Linked DNA regions of Sus scrofa: all the other regions are linked to region 1. A link is a contact called in public Hi-C and promoter capture Hi-C data. All regions are on one chromosome and are shown on one strand. The core of a region is the stretch at or near the end of the contact, and the rest is flanking DNA. Distances in the headings are between cores, read along the strand shown. Region 1 holds the start of TMEM131 (transmembrane protein 131). Region 2 holds the start of ANKRD23 (ankyrin repeat domain 23). Region 3 holds the start of SEMA4C (semaphorin-4C). Region 4 holds the start of COX5B (mitochondrial cytochrome c oxidase subunit Vb).

What was found. Promoter capture Hi-C pulls out the DNA fragments that hold promoters and counts their contacts. A called contact is a pair of places that touch in the nucleus more often than the background predicts.
Region 2: a contact with region 1 is called in a promoter capture Hi-C map of fetal liver, with 2.3 times the contacts expected there. The contact joins the promoter of ANKRD23 here to the promoter of TMEM131 in region 1. A contact is called at or near these places in 1 of 5 promoter capture datasets (fetal liver), 1 of 47 Hi-C or Micro-C datasets (embryonic fibroblasts) and 1 of 2 datasets of contacts at active chromatin or transcription factors (skeletal muscle).
Region 3: a contact with region 1 is called in a Hi-C map of heart right ventricle, with 4 times the contacts expected there. The contact joins the promoter of SEMA4C here to the promoter of TMEM131 in region 1. A contact is called at or near these places in 1 of 5 promoter capture datasets (fetal liver) and 3 of 47 Hi-C or Micro-C datasets (embryonic fibroblasts, fetal liver and heart right ventricle).
Region 4: a Hi-C map of embryonic fibroblasts shows a contact between it and region 1, with 1.8 times the contacts expected there. The contact joins the promoter of COX5B here to the promoter of TMEM131 in region 1. A contact is called at or near these places in 2 of 5 promoter capture datasets (fetal liver and liver) and 1 of 47 Hi-C or Micro-C datasets (embryonic fibroblasts).

What each region holds. Positions count from the first base shown.
Region 1 is chr3:56,275,319-56,278,656 of Sscrofa11.1, reverse strand. It overlaps TMEM131 (transmembrane protein 131), which reads right to left and starts at 1,527. Exons shown (of 41, transcript XM_021087250.1): 1 at 770-1,527. The coding sequence starts at 950.
Region 2 is chr3:56,775,232-56,778,569 of Sscrofa11.1, reverse strand. ANKRD23 (ankyrin repeat domain 23) reads right to left here and starts at 1,746. Exons shown (of 10, transcript NM_001315720.1): 1 at 1,705-1,746; 2 at 432-500; 3 at 355-429; 4 at 59-187. The coding sequence starts at 1,731.
Region 3 is chr3:56,749,216-56,752,553 of Sscrofa11.1, reverse strand. It overlaps SEMA4C (semaphorin-4C), which reads right to left and starts at 1,809. Exons shown (of 15, transcript XM_021087262.1): 1 at 1,380-1,809.
Region 4 is chr3:56,630,293-56,633,630 of Sscrofa11.1, reverse strand. COX5B (mitochondrial cytochrome c oxidase subunit Vb) reads left to right here and starts at 1,524. Exons shown (of 4, transcript NM_001007517.1): 1 at 1,524-1,641; 2 at 2,179-2,252; 3 at 2,425-2,524; 4 at 3,142-3,334. The coding sequence starts at 1,539. The coding sequence ends at 3,254.

The sequences.
Region 1 (3,338 bases), core at 278-2,777:
AAGGGTCAGCCCTTTTAACTGTAAATTATAGAAAAACGTTTGCCAACTTGAAACTTGCCATTTGTTTTTAAAGTCTTTCACATTAAAGACAACGACAAACAATTATGTATCTTAAAATATGTAAAAAAGTATAGGCATAGCTTCAACAGCTTAATAGAGGGCTAAGAAGAAATATATCTGAGAAAGGGAGAATTCGCTAAACAATCAACACTGCAAAGCGATACTGGACGGGGAAGCTAAAGAACAGGATTCCTCCCCAAGAATTGTTTTAACAATTCCAAAGTAAAATTTGGTAAGCTGTTTTAAGTCTCTCCACTAGTCTCGCTATTTTTTACTGCATTTTAAAGTGAGCTCTCTTCCCACGCCGTTATTAAAGCTGCAACCAAAAAAAGAAAAGAAAAAAAAAGTCCTAAAATTCTCCTATTAACAGCAATCAAGTCTAAAAATACGCCCCTCCTACATAGTGGACCAAGAGGCAAGAATAACGAGAACCGGGGAAGTTTTGAAATGGCAGTGACAGGAGACCAAAGGAAAGACAAGGGGAAGGAATCACGGAGAATGAGAGCAACTCTGTGCGGCCAACGCCGCGAGTTGGCACCCGAACTCCAAGTTCCCGGCTCGGGACAGGACTCGACCGAGCAACTTCGCGCCGGACGCAGACCGGAGCCGCGGCCCTTCCTCCCCGGTCGCAGCCCGGCAGCGGCCTCCGCGAGGGCGCGGTGACAGCCGCGGGGCCGGGACTAGGAGATGCCGGCCGGCTGACACCCACCTTCCTTCTCGGCCCGCGCCGCGGCCACGACGAGAGTCATCACCAGGTGTAGTGCTCCCAGGAGGCCAGCGGCCGCACTCCGGGGGCCCCCGCCGCGGCCGGCCGCGGGCTCCAGACCAGCCCCGGCAGACGTGGAGACGGCGGCGGCTCCTGCTGCTCCTCCTCCCGCCCGCTTCCCCATCCCTGCCGGCCGGGGGCCGCCGCGCTCGAGGTGCGGCGCGGTCCTTCTCGGCGAGGCGGCGGCGCGGGAGCCGTGGTCCGGGTTCTGGCCGTGGAGCCGGGAGCGAGAGCAGTTCCGGGCCCAGGGCTCGGGCTCCGGGCGTGGGTCTGGTCCGTGCGTGCGTGCGAGCGAGAGTGTCAGTCACGGCCTCGGCCTCGGCATCGCCTACGAAGAGTCGAAGCGGAGAGGCCGCGGGTCAAGCGCGGCGGGCGGCCATACTGGAAACGGGCAAGGGCCGCGGGCTCTGGGCGCTGGCCTGCGAGGGGCGGGGCGCGGCCCCGGGCACCGCCCCCGCCGTGCCGTCACCTGGACAGCAAGCAGGTCTATCCGCTCGGGAGTCCGCGGGTCCGACCTCCCCTTCGCGCTCTTGGAGGCCCGCGGCTTCAGCGGCCAGACGGGACACTGGAAGCACAACCCCAACCCGTCACCGCTACCCCGCCGAGGAGGAGGAGAATGAGCGAGGCAGGCCAGGGCCCAGCCGCCAGGACTTGTGATGGCGGCTCATGCTTCGCAGTGCCAGTGACGAAGATCACGTGGGGACGGGGAGGCCTGGCCGCGCAGCCGCCCTGGCGCGGGGGCGGGGCTGCGGGGCGCTTGGGGAGGTTGGGCAGCTGCTCCGAGGTCGGAACAAACCCCTGCATCTCCGGTACTGCAGTGCGAGAGCCTTCCAGGGGAATGAGTGCGCATCCGGACCTCGTGGTCCAGCGCGGAAAATCCTATCCAGTGACTACTCCTGGCCGCACCTCCGCCTCCCAGTCGCTTCGAGAATACCCCAGGCCTGATTCAGTGCCTGATGGTGCTGTCTTGGGGACAGGGACCTGCTCTATTCGTCTTTGTTTCCTTATAGACACAGCACCGAGGAACGCTTAATGTAATCCTCCTTACCTTGGATTGTGCCAACTTTGATACGGGAAAAACTCTTTGCTTTGTGTGTGATGGGGGTGCAGCAGTGACCGTGGAAGGCAGATTGTACTTAAGAAATACGTCTAGTGGCTATGCTGGCTTTCTCCGGCTTGGAAGTATTCTTAAGACATTTTATTAACATAAAAAGCCCAACTCAAAGGCCACCTCTTTTAGTCTCCTTCAGGAAGTCACCTCATGCCTCCTAGATGCCCTTTCCATTTTAGGTCGAGGTTCTTGGTGGGCGTGGCTATTCTCTACGTGGTCCCTCTTTAATCAGTAACTTCCCCTAACTCCTAACTTAGTAACTATTTTAGTAACTTCCCCTAACTCCTGAGCCACCTCCTTAAACACTTCGCAGAATTTGTTGAGTGAATCGTTGTATTTTTAAGGCCAAGTCCACCCCTAATAAGTCTCGGACCAAGCTACGTGGGAAAATAAAATTTCAGGAAGACTTAAACCCAAAGTACTATCCTATGCAGTAGTCTTCTTTGTCAGGAGCACTTTATTTTACTTAATAAATTTGTATATTTTAATAGCCTTACCCTGATTTTGAAAAGCCATTATATTTTTCTGATGATTAGTGTCAAAATTGAATAATCAAATGCTGTTCTTGAGGTAATTAAATAGGGATAATTAATATATCTAAGTTCGGTTTTCCATGTTTGTAGGCCTAAGGCAAGAGATTTCTGGAAAGCTTTTTAACTCACTGAAGAAATCAAGCCCAAGAATAAGTCACTGAATGCCTTAGCTGGGTCCAAGCTTACCTCCAGTGTGCAGCACTGGGAGTCAGCAGTCCTTCCCCCATTGCCAGGTTCAGGGCAGACAAACCTCTCCAACCATGAAATGCTCAGGTTCTCTTACACAGGAATTAACCATGTCCTTTGATTAGCCTGAGGCTCTAGAGCCCCATGAGAACTGAGTTTATATCTATAATTGGAGCTTAGACATATACAGACATGTTTGATGGAAGGCAGATTTCCCATGAAGCTAATGAAGCTTACTTTAAGGCCCCTCTCTGGCACAAGTTTCTTCCAAGGCCTTGCATCTAATTGTGTATTTGTAAGCATTTGTATTCTTGTTCTTCAAGCCTCCCACCCCCAATAGCTGTGTCGTAATTAGAGCCCACCATACCTGAACCTCCCCTGAACCTCCATTGGGAGCAGGAGGGGTGATAATGGAAGTTTGTTCCCAGGAAAGGACAATGAAACTTCTGGGACAATAATAATAAAAGAAGAATTTACTGACCAGGTTGGTACAGCTGTGTTGGAGAGCAGCTGGAGTTGAACCCCCACCCCCACCCCGCCCCGATCCCCCTGCCACATCATCCTCTCTTCCCGACAGCCAAGTACCTTGGGATGGAGAGAACTAGGGGTTAAAACTGAAAGGACTATCACCAAGGACCCTCTGAAAGCTCTGATTAGCGATAGACCTCTCTAAACTCCTTTT
Region 2 (3,338 bases), core at 497-2,996, 500 kb before region 1:
GGCTCCAGCCCTGGTGTGGGCCCACCCCTGTCCACACTCACCCCACCTTCTCTCTCACCTTGACCTCAGGCTCAGGTGCCCTGGGGGGGACTCTGCGTTTTAGTCGCTTTTCTCTCCGTCTTTGAACCAACTTTTCCAAGTCAGCCAGGTTCTCCAAGTTAATTCTGGAACTGTTAAATCTTTCAAGCTGGAGCAGAAAGGGGGTGGAAACAGGGCCATGCCAGCCATTAGCTGCTGGCCGCGGGAGCCCTGGGGCAGCCTCCAGCTGTTCTAACCCCATCCTCCCTGCCCACAAAAGAAGTGCAGCACTCAAGCTGTGGGGCCCTGCTCATGGCCAGCTACCCGGTCACTCACTCTGCTCCTCTTCTCTTCCTCCAGTTTCCGCCTCTCCTGGGCCTCAGCCTCCTGGGGCCCCAGCCTCCAGGTGCAAGCCCACCTCCAGGATCAGGAACTCTATGTCCACGTCCCAGTTCTTTCCTTTCACCTCTCTCTCCACTTACCTACAGGACAGGACAAGGATAAAGGATCAGAAAAATTAAGAGAAGGCGTTAGAAAACATGGCTGTGTTGTACGGGGCGGGTGGGGGGGTGTCCCTGCCCGGAGTGATTTGAGAGCTGGCCTGACCCCTGTCAAAGCTCATGGGCAGTCTAAACACGGGCTGCTCCTGACACCCATGGCTATCACTGGCTCATGGCCTGCGGTGTCGCCTGCGGCCTGCCCTATACTGTCACAGAAACTAGCAGCAGGGGGCCTGACACTGCATCTATTTATACTGTTGGGCTGTGTCCAGGTGAGCCCGGGTGGTTGACATGGCTGCCCTCCTGAGTTGTTGTCCTTACATTCCTACCAGATCACGCCACACTGCCACCTGACCCCAAGCCCAGAGGGACAGAGGAGATGCCTTCTGGGTAAGATTCCTGGGTTCAAATCTTGACTCCTCATGAAGCTCTGTTTCTTCACAGTAAAATGGGGTGAAGCCAGCATTTACCCCTTGGAGCTGTGACGTCCAGGGACTAGTGCCTAGGGCAGAACCTGCTATACATTCTTCCTGTCTTTTCCTTCCCGGCCCCCAGCCCCGGGACTCAGGAGCTGGGGAGCATTGAGGAATAAGCGTGTTGAGGGGAGAGAAAAAGTTGGAATGACAGGATGGCAGAGCCTTGGGCTTTGAAAAGCAAACCCAGGCAACATGAAACCACTCAGGCCCTGCAGCCCACCTCCCAGCAAGAGGCTGCTGAGGCTGCCCTGGCTGTGGCCATCAGCCTCACCACCCTCCACACCCCACCTCCCCACAGCAGACATCCCAAAGTGCCACTGCTATTCCTGTTTCCCTGCCCAGGGCACCCTTCTCCCTGCCCCCAGCCAAGGCAGCCAGACCCTCTGGACCATCAGTGCAATTGAGCTAAACACCCCAGCCACACGTGTGTCTTCTAGGGTGACCTGCCACTTTGTGTTCCTCTTTGGCCATCACAGCCCAGGGCAAAACCCACTAAACTCAAGGATTTCCTTGCCCACCATGACGCAGCATCTTTCTCACTGTTTCCCTCTCTTGCTCCCTAGCCCCTCACCACCTCACATGAGGACTCGGCAGACAGACCAGGTCTTGACTCCTAAAACCCACTCTACAGGCTAAAGAAAGAAACTGCCTGAGCTCCTCATTCTGCTGAGACAGTCCAGGGCACCCAGACCACTGCCCTGTGGCCTTACCAACTGCTGGATGCTGATCAAGTCCATGGTCCCCCCGCTCTCCATGCTCCCAGTGAGAGAAGCTGAGAGGCTCAGCCCTTTTATAGAGAGCTATCTCCGGGGGAAGGGCAGAGGCTTGTGCCCTGGCCAGATAACTCAGTGGCTCTGTAACACCACCGAAATACCAGTGCGGGCATGCAGCCTGCTGTAGGCAGGAGAAAGCTGTTTTGAGCTGAGTCAGTTGCATCCTCAGATACCTGCCATCCTGCACCGGTGCCACCTGCCCCCAGGCACCTACTCAGAAGCAATTCAACCAATAACATACATCCTGGGTGCTGGGCCACCAGCCTAGGCTCAGGGGAAATAGCTCCCACTTGAAAACACGGTCAAGTATGAGGTCTGTCTGTGGAGACCTTGGAAGATCCAGCATGACTGCCCTAGCAGAAGGACCAGAATCCTTAAAGAAGACCTCCAAACCACAGGCCCAGGAGGCTGACATCTGCCTCAGCTGGCACCTACTTGAAGAAATCGAGCTGTTTCTCACCTGGCCAGTTCCCAGATCACTCCCAGCTGCTCCTGGTGGGTTTGTCCCCCACCACTCTGAAGGCCTTAGCATTAAGCTAGGCCACCACCCAGAGCCAAGCTTGGCCTGTTATCAGCATCTTGTGCCTCCTGAAGAGCCTTTGATGGCCCACATGCAGGTCCCCACGGACACCTGCCAGGCACAGCACGACCCTCCCCAGGAAGGTGAGGCTCAGATCCGCCCCAGGTCCAACTATGAACATGAACCATTAATCCAGTCGCAGAGCAGTCCCTCTCCAGCTGCCAAGGTCAAACTTCCTAATTTTCCCGGGACACCAAGTATGCCTCCCCTTGGCTGCGCCTTGACCTCTGCCTTGACGTTTCAAGGAAATCTGATAGCTAGTGAGTAAGACTCCAGAATTGGAGAAACACGAGCAGGCATCCAGGCCGAGCAGGAGAACTGCAGGTCACAGGCAGACCGAGGCCCCACCCCCAGCTGGCTTCTCAGTGCTTCCAAGTTTTGAGACATGAGGAGCCCAAGCTTATCGTCCACCTTTCTTTCGAAGGTGACTTGTGGTCGTGACGAGGGAGAATTACCTGGAGGAGAGTGAGGGGATATAGACAGGAGAAGGCAGGACTTCAGCTTTGGCCCCCACCACTGGCCACCAACTCTAAGACACCCCTCCAACAACGTCTGAGGGCGAGGGCTCCAGCAGACTGCACCTGAAATTCTCAGCAGAAACTATTGGTATTCACATGGAGCTCACTGTATTAACTTACTACTGCTATTACTTATCAAGAAAAAAAAAATTGGAGTTCCCATTGTGGCTCAGCAAGTTATGAACCCAACTAGTATCTATGAAGATGTGGGTTCGATCCCTGGCCTCACTCAGTAGGTTAAAGATCCAGCATTGCCACAAGCTGTGGTGTAGGCTGCAGATGTGGCTTGGATCTGGCATGGCTGTGTCTTTGATGTAGGCTGGCAGTTGCAGCTCTGATTCAGTCCCTGGCCTGGAAATTTCCAAATGCTGTGGGCACAGCCCTAAAAAGAAAACAAAAAATCCCCCAAACAGCAAATCAAGCTCAGGAACCACTTGGCTAAGCATGCTCACCACAGAGCCCAGGGAAACCGT
Region 3 (3,338 bases), core at 560-3,059, 470 kb before region 1:
ACAAAAGGTCCCCGCCAAGACTCGGTCCCCGGTCGCCCCTCACCCCGTTCTCCCCTCCCCCAGCTCCGGGGATTTGAATGCAAACAAAGCGGCGGCGCTGGGAGCGTGGCGGTGCCCGGGCTATGGACGCCCCCTGTCGGCCCAGTACCCCAGCGCGGGAAGGGCGGGCGACCTGGGATGCGTTCACCCCCTGAACCAGTCCCCCAACACACCCCCAGCCCTCCCTCGGCCCCTTACCCAGGCCCGAATCGGACCCCGCGGCGCACTCCGATGCTCTGCTCGCACAGTGGTGCCCCTGCTCCCAGCTCCTCCCAGAGCGGGGGAAACGGGCAGCCTTGCGGTGCGGGGGTGGAGGGGTGCAGGATCCCGGCCTCGCGCCCCCGACCCTTGCCCACCCCGAGCGGCGGGCCGTGGATGGCACCCCCGCGGCTGCAAGGCGAGCGCTCCAGCCTTTCCAGGACAGCCCGCCTCCCCAGCGGAGCGGAGCGGGCGGGAGGCTGGGGGGCCGCGGCAGGGAAATCCGATCCCACAACATCGGCCTCCGTCCAAGCCCGCCCCAAACTTTCCGTCGGAGGTGGCAAAGCCGGGGGCAGTTCGGGGACCTGGAGAAGATCCCGGCCTCGGACCGGACAGCACGGGGGACCCCCGCTCCCCATGACCAGTCCGCGCTTCCGGACCCTGTAGCGAAGGGAATAGCTTGCCCCGCTTACGAGCCCCCGCGAGGCAGCCCGCGGGGGGCGTAAGAAGGCACTCGGGCGGACAGTTGTCCCTGCCGCCGCCCCTCCCTGCGCCCCCAGACCCTGTCCCTCGCGCGTGCAGGCCGCCCCCTCCCGAGTCGGCGGACAAAGCAGCGGGCCGGAGCCCCTTAGCCCCGGCCCCGGGCAACCCCGGCCTCACTCACCTCTTCTTCGCGGCTGGAATCCCTGGGCGCCGCCCTCGCGTTCGGCTCCGACCACGGTCCGCCCCTGCCCGCGCGCCGCCGCCCGCCCGCGCGCGCCCGCCCGCCCTGCTCCGCTGCCCGGCTGCCACCGCCCCTCGGCCCGGCTCGGCTCGGCGCCCCTGGGCTCGGGCTCCCCGCGCCACCGCGGCGGGCGCCGGCTCTTTCTCCCCGGCTGCCGCCGCTCTCCGTCCCCTCCCCCTGACGTCAAACAGGGTGGGGGGGGTCGGCGGAGGCCGGGGGCGGGACGCGAAGGCCCGCCCCGAGGGGGGCTGTGACCCGCCGCGACCCGCACGCCTCGCCGCTCCCCGTCCGGTGGCTCGGACCCCCGCCCCTCCCGGTGCCCTGCGGCCCAGCGCCTTGTAGTCATGATCTGCGCCACCGCGCGGGGAGGTGGGACAGAGGAGGGACTCCGGGCCCTGGCAAGGGGAATCGGACTTACCCGGTCTTTCCGAAGTGTCCCCTAAGGCCAACCGCTCGGGCTGGGCGACCTGGATCGGGAATGGGGCTAAGGCGCTCCCTACGCTATGGTTACAGGAACGAAGGCAGGCGAGCCACCTCGAGGCGTGTATCCGAGGCTTCTCTTCGGGGCGGCCCAGAGTGGTCTTATTTGGACCCCCAATTCTGCATCGTTTCTTGGCTTGACGCCTGACCCCTGGGATCAGACTGGATCGGGCCTCACCAGCCAGGAAGACCCCCGAGCCTCCCTCGAGCTTCTGCCTGTTGTTTCTCACGCTCCAGGCAAAGGGTCCCACTCAGCGCCCCTTGCCTGACTCCGGCAAGGATAAACCCCGGCTCCTGTTGCACAGAGCCTACCCTCAGGAAATGACTCCTCTGGTGCCACTGGAAGGCTGAATAACAAGTGACATGAACCCTGATGTTCAGATGAAAGGGGTTGAGGGGAGCCAGCTGGAGAACTACCACTCTCAGAACCGCCAGCCTCCGCCCACAGCCGCTCCTAGAAGTAACTTGTAGCTCTGGTCTCCTGGGTGGTGCTAGGGTGTCTTTGCCAGCTGGTCCTCCAAGCTGGACAAGTGGACAGAGGAACCCCAGGGAGGCCACCTCATGGGGACCCAAAGACAGATGCCACCTCCTGTCTAGGGCCAAAGGGCAGAAGTGAAGAGACTGGAGGCAGAAAAGCTTCCTGGTAACATTAAGCCCTGTGCAGTCCTGTAGGGGAGGGACACTTTAGGGCCCCGTCAGCAGATTTGGATTATAAATCAGTCCTGGACAGGGGCTTTTGTTCTGGGTTAAAACTTGGCATCTGAAAAGTGGAGGCCAGAAGACCAGTGGAGATAATTGGGGAAAGCAGCCCAGTTTGGATTCAGTAACAATTGGGTCTTTGCTAGTATACATAAAGATCCCTTCTCCCGTGCTGGCCAAAGCCACATTTCCCAGTTCCTCTCCACCAGAAAAACAGCTGGTGGCCTTGGAGATGCTGGAGATAGGGGACAAGCCAGTTAATTAGCATGGGGTGGGTGGCAGGGAGGGAGAAGATGGGTGACACAAACACACACATACTCCACTTGTGGTCCAAGTTAGACCCTGTCTATCTAAGCGGCAGTAAAGCACATTTGTTCTGTGCTTTAGAGTCAGCAACATTTTACCCTCATCAACACCCTTTATAAAGTAGGTATTGTTTCTCTCATTTTATAGATAAAATGAGTCTCAGAAAGGTTAAGCAACCTGTCCAAAGTCACACAGATAATTACCAAGGTCGGAATATTAAATCAGGCCTTGGGATTCCTGATTCTGTCTTTCTGATAAATTGATCAGTCATTCTGACAACTTTTAGGCACCAAACCCTCCTCTCCCTGCTATTTTGCCTCAGTTTCACCCCCACCCACCCCTAGGGATGAGGGTTACCAGGCTGAGACCTGAGCTCCTGGCCCCACTTGCAAGACGGCCCCAGTGGAAAGTCTCAGGAGGTGGTTTGGTTTCACTGGCAGGGACCATCTCTTATACCTCAAGGCAGACTTCTCCCTTCCTGCTAACAGACTCCAGAGCCCTTCCCTCCCAAACGCTCCTCAAAAATGAGGCTGCAGTTCCTGAGCTCTCCTTCTCTACCTTCGCTCATTTCCTGCTGTATTCTGTTCCTTTCCAGCACAGGCCTTTTCCATGGGTGGGTGAGCAGGGTATATAGTTTCCTGCATGTCTACTTGCTCATTATTCATACTTTTTTTTTTTTTTTTTTTGTCTTTTTGCCTTTTCTAGGGCTGCTCCCGTGGCATATGGAGATTCCCAGGCTAGAGGTCAAATCGGAGATGTAGCCACTGGCCTATGCCAGAGCCACAGCAACGCAGGATCTGAGCCGCGTCTGCAACCTACACCACAGCTCACAGCAATGCTGGATCCTTAACCCACTGAGCAAGGGCAGGGATGGAACCTGCAACCTCATGGT
Region 4 (3,338 bases), core at 275-2,774, 350 kb before region 1:
AAGGACCTGGCATTGCTACAGCTGTAGCATAGGCCACCAGATCCCTGGCCTGGGAACTTCCACAAGACCAGGGAAAAAAAACAAAACCATCTTTGGCTTTACAGATGATTTTCTTCTTGATGGAGGGGCAGCCACAAAGACCAGCTGTGCTCATGTGAAGGAATGCTCCACCAGATCCTTTGGAAAATATAACCTGCACAGTACGAGTGGGAATACCTGGGATTTCAACCCTTCCCAATTTACCTCAAATTTACCTCAATGGGCCAGGAGAGGCCCTCAATACTGATTCTGTATATTCTCACCAAGAATTAAACTTACTAAAACTTACTTGATCCCATATGTCAGACCTCTGCAAGGCAGAGAATCCAAAGATGAATAGAGCAAAATTTCTGTTGTGAAAGAATTTTCTACCCAATAGGGAAAAAGATGCTGCATGCAGCCAGTCTGTAACAGGGCTACACCGACAGCAGGAACTAGTTCCTAGGAGCCCATCCATACAAGGCAGCGTTTACAGAAACTTGCACACCTCAGCTTGCGGGGCAATGGGGGCGGCTACAGAAGACATTTTCAGCTTTTAGGAGTTCTCTTGTGGTGCAGCAGGTTAAGGACCGAGCAGTACTACTGCAGCAGCCTGGGTCGCTCCTTTGGCATGGGTTCCATCCCTGGCCGGGGAACTTCCACATGCTGTAGACCCGGGCCAAAACCAAAAAACAGGCCAAAAAGTTTTCAGTTTTAAACAAGAGAACTCGCCCCAGTACGTTCTGGAGCTGGAGCTCCATTTCCCGTCACCAACTCCGCTTCCTGCTTCCCTCCCTTAACTTCTTAATTAACAGCCTCCCAATGCAACCACCCCTTTACCTTACCCCATATCATCAAGGGCCTGGCTCCCAGGAAGGGCCCACAATTTGACCGTCCCTTCCCCTGCCACCCCAGCCTCGCCTCAGGCCTGAACCTCATCACCTCAAAACCACCGTAACAAGAAGCTGACGTTAGGACTGCGGGGAGCTCCTGCTCAAGTTCTCCTAGGCTGGGTTACAAGTTCGCAGTGGCTCACAAACGGCCAGGTGAACCAGCACCACAACTAGCCTACTCCTAAATTTGGACCTTTTGGGATCCAGCAAGTATCTTGAGCGACGCAGGCTTAATGTTTTCCGTCAGCAGGCTCCACGTTTACTCGGCACAACTATCGGCTCCAGCGTGGTTTTCCATTGACCTGCGGGGCACTGAGTCCCACGGAAGTAAAACGAGTTGCACCAAATCCGAGCGTTACTAAAGGGCAAAGCCCCCAGAAGCCTGCAATTGAAACCGTGACCGCCTCCATGCCCTCGGGGCTGCAAGGCGGGGCAGTGAGGCACAGGTGCGCAAGCGCAGGCCTTGCCCCAACGCCCCCCCCGCCGCCCCGAGGAGTCACGTGAGGGGGGCGGTCTAGGGGCCGGAGGAAGCGGAAGGCGGACTCTGCGCAGAAAGCAGCCCTCCCCCGGAAGTCCCTGCACCTCAGGAGCCTGTTACCGGAAGTGCTGGTATTTGTAGCGGGCGTGATGGCTTCAAGGTTACTCCGTGGAGCTGGAGCGCTAGCCGCGCAGACCTTGAGGGCCCGAGGTCCCAATGGAGTCGCCGTTGTGCGGTCTATGGCATCTGGAGGTACTAGGCCCCCCCGGCGCGCCAGGGACCCGTGCCATTGCTCTCTCGGGGTGGTGGGGGCAGCGGGGCGGGGGACAGCCTTCAGTACCTCGCGGCCGCAGTGGCTGCCCCTTGGCCCCGAAGGCCTCAGGCTCCACAGGCGTCTCCCTGTTACCCTGGGCCGCCGTTGCTGCCGACCACCAGACTGACCCCGCTGCCAAAGAATCCTTAACTGAAATGCTAGATGACCTTGATGGGCAGGGATTGCAGCCAGGACATGGGGGGTGGGGCTAAGCCCCTCCTTAGACCCGCGCGTATCTCAAGTTGGATGTATTCCACTAGGACTCTGATTAACCTGCTTTTAGGAAAAAAATGTGTCGAAAAACGGCCTCCGTGGCCGAAGGAAGTGAAGATCACCCCATGTTGCCACTTTCGGGTATCATGACTCCGGTCTTTAGGGGACAATAAGCCCACTAAAACTATATGCAGCAGTTTGCGTATGTGCATTTTCCATCGTGATCATTTCAGACGACATGGTAATTACCATATTTTCTTCAGGTGGTGTTCCTACTGATGAGGAGCAGGCGACTGGGCTGGAGAGGGAGGTCATGATGGCCGCCCGCAAGGGACTGGTGAGGAGAAACTTTATATGTCTTCTTAGGAGTTTATGGTTTTGGATGGGATCAGAGTAGTCTCCTCTCTGGGCCTCACTGATCCTGGAAACCTGGCATGTGGGAACAATACCGCTAACCCCTAGAAGGTAGGAGTCATTTGGCATAATGGATTCTTATTTTGTCTTTTCAGGACCCATACAATATACTTGCCCCAAAGGCAGCCTCAGGTACCAAGGAAGACCCTAATTTAGTCCCCTCCATCACCAACAAGCGGATAGTGGGCTGCATCTGTAAGTACCTCAACACTATTTTCTTACCCATTTAATATAGCCCACTATACAGGTCTGTAAGCTCTTTCATATCTTGTGCTTTGTGTGTGTATAAATAAGTTGTTATAAGGGTCTTGGCCCTCTCATACCCCTCTGCTTGAGTAGGTGATCCTTACGGGAGAGAGGCCTGGAACATAAATAATATTGGTTCATTGAGAGTTCTTGTTGCGGCTTAGTGGGTTATGAACAAGACACTAATATCCATGAGGATGTGGGTTTGATCCCTGGCCTCGCTCAGTGGGTTAAGGATCTGGTGTTGGGGCTGTGGCATAGGCCAGCAGCTGCAGCTCTGATTTGACCCCTGGCCTGGGAACTTCTATATGCTGTTTTTATTAGGTGCAGCCCTAATAAAAAAAAAAAAAATAGCAAAAAAGAAAAAAATACTGCCTTATTGGAAAGGCAGTATGAGGAAGGAGTATTCATCTAGAAAGTGTTTATTGTATTTCTCCTTTGCTAGACACCCTGTTAGGCAGTGTCAGCCATAATTTTGTGTCTCAGAGGTGTCTGAAGAGAAGAGATTAATGTTGAAAGTCCCCTCTTCTAGGCTGGATAGCTTTCAACCACCTATGTTCTTTCAGGTGAAGAAGACAACAGTACTGTCATCTGGTTCTGGGTGCACAAAGGCGAGACCCAGCGATGCCCCAGCTGTGGAACCCATTATAAGCTGGTGTCGCACCAGCTGGCCCACTGAGCCCCTGCACTAACACACTCAAGATGCGCTGGCAAGTTTCTTCCAATAAAGACTAGCCATTACACTGGCTCCTCCTCCCATGGC